2 separate regions of the Mus musculus genome follow, and region 1 is linked to region 2. A link is a contact called in public HiCAR-type data. All regions are on one chromosome and are shown on one strand. The core of a region is the stretch at or near the end of the contact, and the rest is flanking DNA. Distances in the headings are between cores, read along the strand shown.

Region 1 (4,183 bases), core at 1,036-3,535, 630 kb before region 2:
CCTGGCCACCTGCTGCTTAACTCTAAGACTGAAGCAGATGTACAGTACCTCCCAGGAGAAATGACATTAAAGGGTGGGGGAGGTCAAGGAATAGAAAGCCAAGATGAGCACCTGCGAATTCAGCACTATGAAAAAAAGTAAATCTTTAATTTCACTTCCTGCCATTTTCCCTTCTGTCATCTCATTAAAAAAACACTATGCTATACACACACACATTGTGTCATATGCTACCCATGACTCCACCAGAAGAAACTCGATGTACAGCAAACTCTCCAGCCATTAAATTGGATAACTCTGTCATTCTTGTTTGTCAACATCTGTTTTTATTTTGTTTTTGTCTATTTGGGGTAGGGGTGGGTTATTTTCCATGGTCCTGGGAATTGGTCCAGGGATTTAGTCATGATCAGCAAGTATTGTGCATCTACATCCATAGCCCTGCCATCACTTACTGTCTTGTTGTCCCTGGTCTAAGGCTGCACCAAGTTAACTCTTTTTCATTTTACTTGACAAGGAACTTACAGTCACAGAGGCCATGACCACCAGTGCAAGAATGACACTGTGCATCTTCTTTGGCTTAAAATTGTCAGTCACTGTTGTCTTGGTTTTCTCAATGCTAAAAACATAGGTAGCTCATTCAATTCAGGGACTCCCAAAACTACATGGGCCTGTAAATTTTCCCTAATCTGCTTTACCTCCATCCTGAACTTATTTAATTATCTGTACTACTCTCTTTCCAGAATAGACTACATCCCAGTTTCTCCAAGACAGAGCCAGTATAACTAATTTTCATTCTCTATAATAAAGACATTGATCAAACAGGACCAGAGGAGATGGACTTTAATCCCAGTACTTGTGAGGCAGAAGTGGAGCTCTTTGAGTTCAAGGACTGTGGTTTACATAGCAAATTCTAAGCCAGTTAGAGCTACATAGCAAGAGCCTGTCTTAAAAAATGTATAAATGAATAAAAATAAAAAGGAATGATCGAATATGACTTAGACTTAGTTTGTATACCTTTTTAAAGCTTTCTATAACCAAATTTCACACATGATTTTTTTAATGTTGTGCCCTAACTTTTTTAGACTGCACGAGCATATGGTTGACACCACCTATTTTGAATTTACCATCCTCTTTCACAGTTGGAGGATTTGCAGAAAACTTGCTTGAAATGATGAAAATAAACAGCAGTAAATTTCCTCATCTGCTTTAATGCTAACATTATCTTGCTGCCTTTCCAGATTTACAATCTCAACTAAATTTTCTAAATTGCTAGCGTTCCTCCTTTGCCCTCACCTTTTCAACTTACTTATTTCTAAGTTGTTATCTCCAAATATGATGCTTCTCCTGAAATGCCAACTTCATTATTTCAGAGGTAATCAACCAATAGACTAAAGACTAGAAAGACCAGAAACTGATTTTTTTTTTTGATCTTTCACTAGTGGGCTAATGGTAGATCACCTGCACAACCATCTTTTAATCATAGAATGATTTACATAAATATTTAATGAATTTCCATTGTTTAAGTCTCTGAAAGAACCTGTAAATCTGACAACTGGCGCCTACATTCATGCATGACAATAGTGGGCCTTCAGTTCCCAGAGAAGCTTTTCAGGATGCCCCAGTTCCCATCTGGCCACCTTCAGTCATTTAAATTTACAGCTTGGCTCTGGGAGGGTCTTCTTCTAACCTCTAGTCCAATGCTTTGCTCCCTCCAAAGCAGCACACTTCTCTGTGGTTAGTTTCTGTTTTGTTTTTTTGTTTTTTGTTTTTCCTTACTCTAGAGTTCTTCCAATAACTAGCTATTGTCTGGTTTTCATTCAAACTGCTCTATGAAAATTGTCAGAGTTTTCCCAAACCTTTTCAGCTATCAGATTTTTAGACGTCATCTTTTACATTGGAAGGGAATGGTTGTGTCATCAAAATTATTACCTCTATCCAGTCTCCCTGTACAGATGGACATCCACCTTCAGTCTCCCAGTAGTATTTCATTAAGTGGAAATTATATAATTTACAATATTCAATTAAGTGATTTTTAAACACATCATTTGGGTCTACATTAAGGTTAAAAATTTAGATTTGAATCTAGAAATCTGGCTGTGCTAAGGAAAAACTAAACAAAGGAACCAGCCAAACAGTTATGGGGCAGGGGATGCACTTCTTTTCTTCTCCTCAGTTTTTCAAGACAGGGTTTTCTCTTTGTAGCTGAGGCTTTTCCTGGAACTTACTCTGTAGGCCAGGCTGGCCTTGAACTCAGAGATCCGCCTACTCTGCCTCCTGGAGTTCTGCAATTTAAGGCTACTACTTCCTGCCTGGCTGGGACCTCAGTTCTTACCCTTGCCAGAAACAAGAATGTCCTTGGTTCTACCCTGGCTGGATGCCAGAAATTCCAGAACTGTTTGAGGACTCTAGTTCCTCCTGTGTGTGTGTGTGTGTGTGTGTGTGTGTGTGTGTACTTCACAGCTGCCTGGAAGCTAGTCCTGGAGGTATGACTGAAAGTTCAGTCTAGATACTTGGGATGAAGAGAATTGGACACCTTGTGGGTAGACCAACTGCATTGACCAATTCATAGCCTTCCCCATCCTCCATATGTCAACCAAGAAAAGTCTTTACTAACTCCTGGACAATGAACCTTTGTGGCAACTCTTCTTGGAACCTGCTCTCATTCTAGAGGAACTCAGCTCCATTCCTTTCAGCTCTTACCTATAAACCTCTAGTAACACACTTTCCCTGTAAAACTCATTCAGAGAGTTATGGAGACAAAGGATTGGGGAACCACTAATAAGGGCAGCTTTATTGACCATTGATTTTCTGGGACCCTAGATCCCTTTTCCTTCCCTTTCCCTAAGCCATAGTCCACTGAACTAAGAAAAATGGTATTGTTCTCAGAGACCCCATAGTTAAGGTAAGAATAGAGTTAAACAACAGCAAGAGTGGGAAAGAAGAAAAGTTCATCCAAGACTACTAAAAGAAAGAGGGTGGGGAGGGGGAAGGAGGGAGGAGGGGGGAGTGGGGAGAGAGATCTAAATATATAACTCAGTTCAATTCTGAATATCAGTAAGGACATGAAGGAGTTTCCAGCCAAGGAGCACAGTGGGAGGCAGTACTTGGAAATTTTTCAGTAGGAAACATCAGAGATAAGAGATTCTAACTAACTCTATATAGCAGGCATCTCACAGAAGTCAGGGAAGGGTGACCAGCATACTTAGAAGCATAGAAGAGGAAGGAAAATCCTGATTGGATACTGAGAAAGCTAAGATGACAGGACAGGACTCTGAATTTTCTTAGGAAGTACACAGATGGGCTGAAGACAGAGAAGCCTTGGTAAAATGTGGTCAAGGCAAAGAATCCAGTTTCACATAAAGGGAACTTCGAGTGTGAAGTAGGCAGTATTCCAACAACCATTTTTAAAGTTAATAGAACTGAAAATTTTCCACATAAGCTGTGTTATTTATAAAACAGTGATTAATGTCTAAGCTCACAAGGCTTATTTGAGGCAATACAGAATATATAATAAAAGTCTAATCTGAAATACTGATACAGTGGCTGATACAAACAACCAAACCAAAAAAAAAAAAAAATCACATTTTTTTCTTTTCTTTTCTTTTTTTTTTTTTTTTTGGGGGGGGGGGGGGCGAGGGCCAGGGGAAGTGGGAGGGAGTGTCAATCACTACCTGCCTCTGCTTCTGGAGCATCGTGGTGAGAGGTATGTTCCTTTTTTGAGATTTTATTGGTTTTCCTGCGTATGAATGTCTTGTCTGAATGTATGTCTGTGCAACACCTGTGTACAGTGCCTGCAGAGGTCAGCAGGGAGCACTGGATCCTCTGAGATTAGAGTTACAGACAGTTGTTAGTTGTCAGGTAGGTGCTGGGAATGGAACTAGGTCCTCTGGAAGAGCAGCCAGTTCAATCACGACACTATCTCTCCAGCCTCATATTTCATTCTTAAAGAAGATAAAGACAGACATAGTGACACACATCCCAGCACTCAAGGAAGAGGCAGGGGCAGGGGCAGGGGCAGAGGCAGAGGCAGGGGCAGGGGCAGGGGCAGAGGCAGGAGGATCTCTGTGAGTTTGAGAACAGGCTTGGTTTAGTTTACATAGTAGTTACAGGATAGCCAGGGATACATAGAGAAACACTGTCTTACACAGAGAAAAAGAGAGAGAGAGAGAGAGAGAGAGAGAGAGAG
Region 2 (3,832 bases), core at 688-3,187:
ATCTCAGGCATAGCCCTGGTCCCAGCCTCTTGAAAACATTCTAATCGTTTGCATATCCTCTGCTATATTACTTCTCTTGTAGCTGTAACAGAATATCCAAACAAAAGCAACTCAAGGAAGGGTTTACTTTCACTCTTCTTTGAACATACAGTCCATCATGATTAGGAAGCCATGGTAAAAAGAAGTTTACATAGCTGCTCATTTGGGATCTTTAGCTGGAAAGCTGAGGAAAGCAAATCCTGGCTCTCAGTCTGCTTTATATTCAGTCCCTCACTCCAGTCCATGGAAGGGCAGTGCCCATTGTATGGTGCATTTTCCCATCTCAATTTAAATAATCTACATAATCCCTCACAGATACAGCTAAAGGTTAAGCTAAGTCAAATAACCCCTCACAGATAGGTTTGGACCCTGTTTCCTTAGGTGATAATAAATCCTGTGATGTCAACAAATCAATAGGAACCATCACATCTTCCAATTAAATATTATTGATTCTTATACTTTCAAAAGCATACAATTTTATTTTGATTCTCCTCCTGTAATTCTACCATAACATATCCTTTGGCAACTACTTATAAGTCTAACTCAGTGCTTTAGATATCCTTTAGAAGCTGCCTTGCTTCAAGCTTTTTAAACCTTATGGGACATAGAACATTAGAGACTGTGTAATCTGACTTAGAAAGATTAGTCACAAGAAAGAGTTATAGTGATTCTTCTCCTTCCCTCATTGTGACCAGTTATTCTAACTAAATCTTGGACTGGTCTAGTAATAATTCCAGTATTAGAGATTCCTAGCAAATAAAATAGAAAATAGCTAAAATCTTAATTACCTAGCAAAGTTAATTTGGAGCACAGCCTCCACTCCCAGAGAAGTTGCAGCCCTGCTGCAATTCTTAAAGCCACTCCCCCACACCAGGAGCTCTAAGTCTAAGCTTGAACGTTGCTAATTTGCAATTGAATGGAGTACCTGGGCTTCAGTAAAGAAGCTTTTGTACTATTGCTTTTCACTGTCTCAACTTTGTTTTTCAAGCAGGTTAGTCAACACCCCTCAGACTGTAGCGGGTGTGCACCCTTGCCTCCAACAGCGCAGGTGGTAGTTATTAATCTTCATCAAGAAGCATTCTAAGTACATATTGTTGCTTTGGTCTGAATTGGGAATAAGGTGTGCTAATGAGGGCCGGACAGTCAATGATGGACATCCAGATCTCAGAACCATACCAATCTAAGACAGAGGTACATGCCAAAAGGCCATGGCTGTTGATAACACACCACAGAGCCATGTTTTATGTGAAATATAACACAAACAAGCTGCACCTAGCCTCCAAGACAGAATTGGATGGTTTGGGAAGAACTAAGATTTCCTAAGACAGGCACAGCCGCCAACCACCATAACTCCCAGGTAGGACTATAGAGCATAAATAAATTTTATGCCTCAGTCCAGTTTTTTTTAATATTAATAACAGCGAGGAAATTGTAATCTCCCCCAGCCTGAAGCAGGCTGAGCCAGACCTTGACCTTGCTGCCACTAAGGAGATTACCTAAAGTGGAGCCTTCCTCCCTAGATTACTCTATTGTTCGGCCATTGCCAATGCCACCTTTCCTCCGGCTGAGAGGCCCCTGAGCTATTCTGGAGACTACACCCTATCCTGCATGTTGTCACCTGCAGCTGGTTCCAGGCTCCAAGGATGAATTGGCGGGAATGGGCCTCCCTCCACAACACACTTTATAAGCGCATTTGAAATTAAACATTTGAGTCTTGATCAGGAACCTTGTCTTAGCTCCATTTTTCTCTCCACCGCCTAGTTTCCCCTCTCTTTTCAGCCTCAGCTTGCCTCCCTTTTCTTGTGAGACACAGGGGGGGTTTCAACACTGGGGTTGAGGTTTTGTCTTGTAGGATCTATTGTAATGCTAAGTGCAGGCCGTGAAGAGCTGGTGTCTGACCCAGCCTCCATGTTAATTCTTCATGGTGAATAAAGATGCTGACAGCCAATAGCTACAGAGAAGATACATAGGTGGGGTTAAGTTTTGCTGGGTTTGGGAGAAGCAGAAGGAAGCCTCCAGGGGAGACAAGAGGAACGTGCTGAAGAGAAGAAAAAAACACCATGGGTTAGCTGAGCCATAACAGCATGGCCATGAGGGGTAGCCAATTAGAGCTAAGAACAGCCCAGATGAAACACAGTAAGTAATATTTTGGGTTATGGATAGGAAGGTAGAATCTAACAGGATGCAGAGTAGATTTTAGGAATGCAAACAGTCATACTCAGAGAACTTTGCCCATAAATGTAGCCATGCATTGGACGTGGCTTTTTTATCACACTGATGGTGACATCTTTGTTGCTTCTTAGTACATATTTTACCTTTCTCACTAGTTCATAACTTAACATCTACTCGGTTTACATGGTAGTTTGATATATATTTGGGGGAGTTATTTACCTGTGTAAATGTGCAAACCATAAAGTTAAAAGAAAACCTAGATGTGATATTTAACATTATCATCTCTCAAACTGTGAACAATGATCAGATTTCATGTGATACAGAAATGATCAGCTCTTTGTAGATATACCTAAAAGTGCCTCAGTAAGTAAGTATATGGAACTCATTTTCATAAAATTAAAAGAATGTAACATTTAGTTATCTACTTTTCATAGTGTTTGGCTGCTAGGACAGGAAAATATCCTCCAAGGTAGGGGCAAATTTTCCAGACTCAGTGTTACAATCATTACTAACCCTTTTAGCAAATGATTGTGGAACACTAACAATAGTTTCACAAATTGTTGCAAGCATTTTCTTTATTTCCATCATGAATTGCTTTTACAAATTTCCCTTTTATGTATGTAAGTGGTACTATTGGTTTTGAATAACTATTAGAACCACCTAGGATTATAACTATTCTCTCTATGAAGAAAGGTAAAATATAAATGTATCTCATGGTCTATGTTTACTTTATTAGGTAATAATGTATCAGCAAGACTTTATTTTAAAGGGACATCAGGAAACGGCAGTTTGTGGGCTAAGTCTGTTCCAACGTCCAGATTTATAATTAAAGATTTATTGGAACACAATCACATTTGTTCATTTAGAAGCTCTCTAGGGTTGATTTTGTACTTCAGTAGTATAGTTAGATCATTTTGGCTGACTTTTTTTTCACCTAAAATCCAAGAATAATTACTATCTGGCTTTTCATAGAATAAACTGAAAATTTCTGCTTTAGAACTTTTAGTTGAAATGATGTTATTAATCAATATCTGAAATAGTGATTTTAAAAAGCACTACTCTACTCTTTTACACTATAAAATGGAGACATTTTTATTCACCTCAAATTACATCTTCCTCGATTCAAAGGCTGTTATTGGATAAATCAATTCCTAAATTTCACTATTGTAGTTAAAAGAACAATGGAGTAGAGATAGAAAGTAAAAGTCTTCCGTTTTGAGTTTCCTCAAATTCAGTTTCTGCAATTGCAGTAAAATAATTTTTGTTCTTTAGAGTCATTTTAAGGATCAAAGCAGTCAATAACAGAAATATATAAAGAACTTAACATTTGCGATCATACAGATCTTAATGTTTATTTCCATCTTGAGTTTCACTAACTATAATCATAACTTCTTTAAATTAATATTCATGTGTAATATGACCAATGTCATTCATTTAGTTATTCTGCTACCATTACTTCATTCCTCTGTTAACATGGCTTACTATGGGCCATAGCTTTTCTGTCCAGGTTTGTCTACTCATTTATTTCACTCAACCTACTTGTACCAACTGTATTTACCACAGCATCTTTTACTAGAACACTTCAGCTTTAACCACATAGGGAAAGTAAATTTAAACCTAG

Evidence for each region. HiCAR-type assays count read pairs that join an accessible place to other places.
Region 1: a contact with region 2 is called in a HiCAR-type map of embryonic stem cells, with 5 times the contacts expected there. The contact joins two enhancer-like sites. A contact is called at or near these places in 3 of 484 Hi-C or Micro-C datasets (all in embryonic stem cells), 10 of 115 datasets of contacts at active chromatin or transcription factors (all in embryonic stem cells) and 1 of 9 other capture datasets (embryonic stem cells).

The regions. Positions count from the first base shown.
Region 1 is chrX:85,075,218-85,079,400 of GRCm38.p6, reverse strand. All of the region lies in intron 63 of Dmd (dystrophin, muscular dystrophy), which reads right to left. Among named protein-coding and RNA genes, the nearest start is that of Fthl17a, 170 kb to the left of the region's middle. Within about 2 kb of position 2,285, at least 13 of the 459 cell types and tissues checked have an H3K27ac peak or open chromatin away from gene starts, as enhancers often do. A contact at or near this core is called in embryonic stem cells, where this site is marked.
Region 2 is chrX:84,441,311-84,445,142 of GRCm38.p6, reverse strand. All of the region lies in intron 50 of Dmd (dystrophin, muscular dystrophy), which reads right to left. Among named protein-coding and RNA genes, the nearest start is that of Gm52441, 69 kb to the left of the region's middle. Within about 2 kb of position 1,937, at least 9 of the 459 cell types and tissues checked have an H3K27ac peak or open chromatin away from gene starts, as enhancers often do. A contact at or near this core is called in embryonic stem cells, where this site is marked.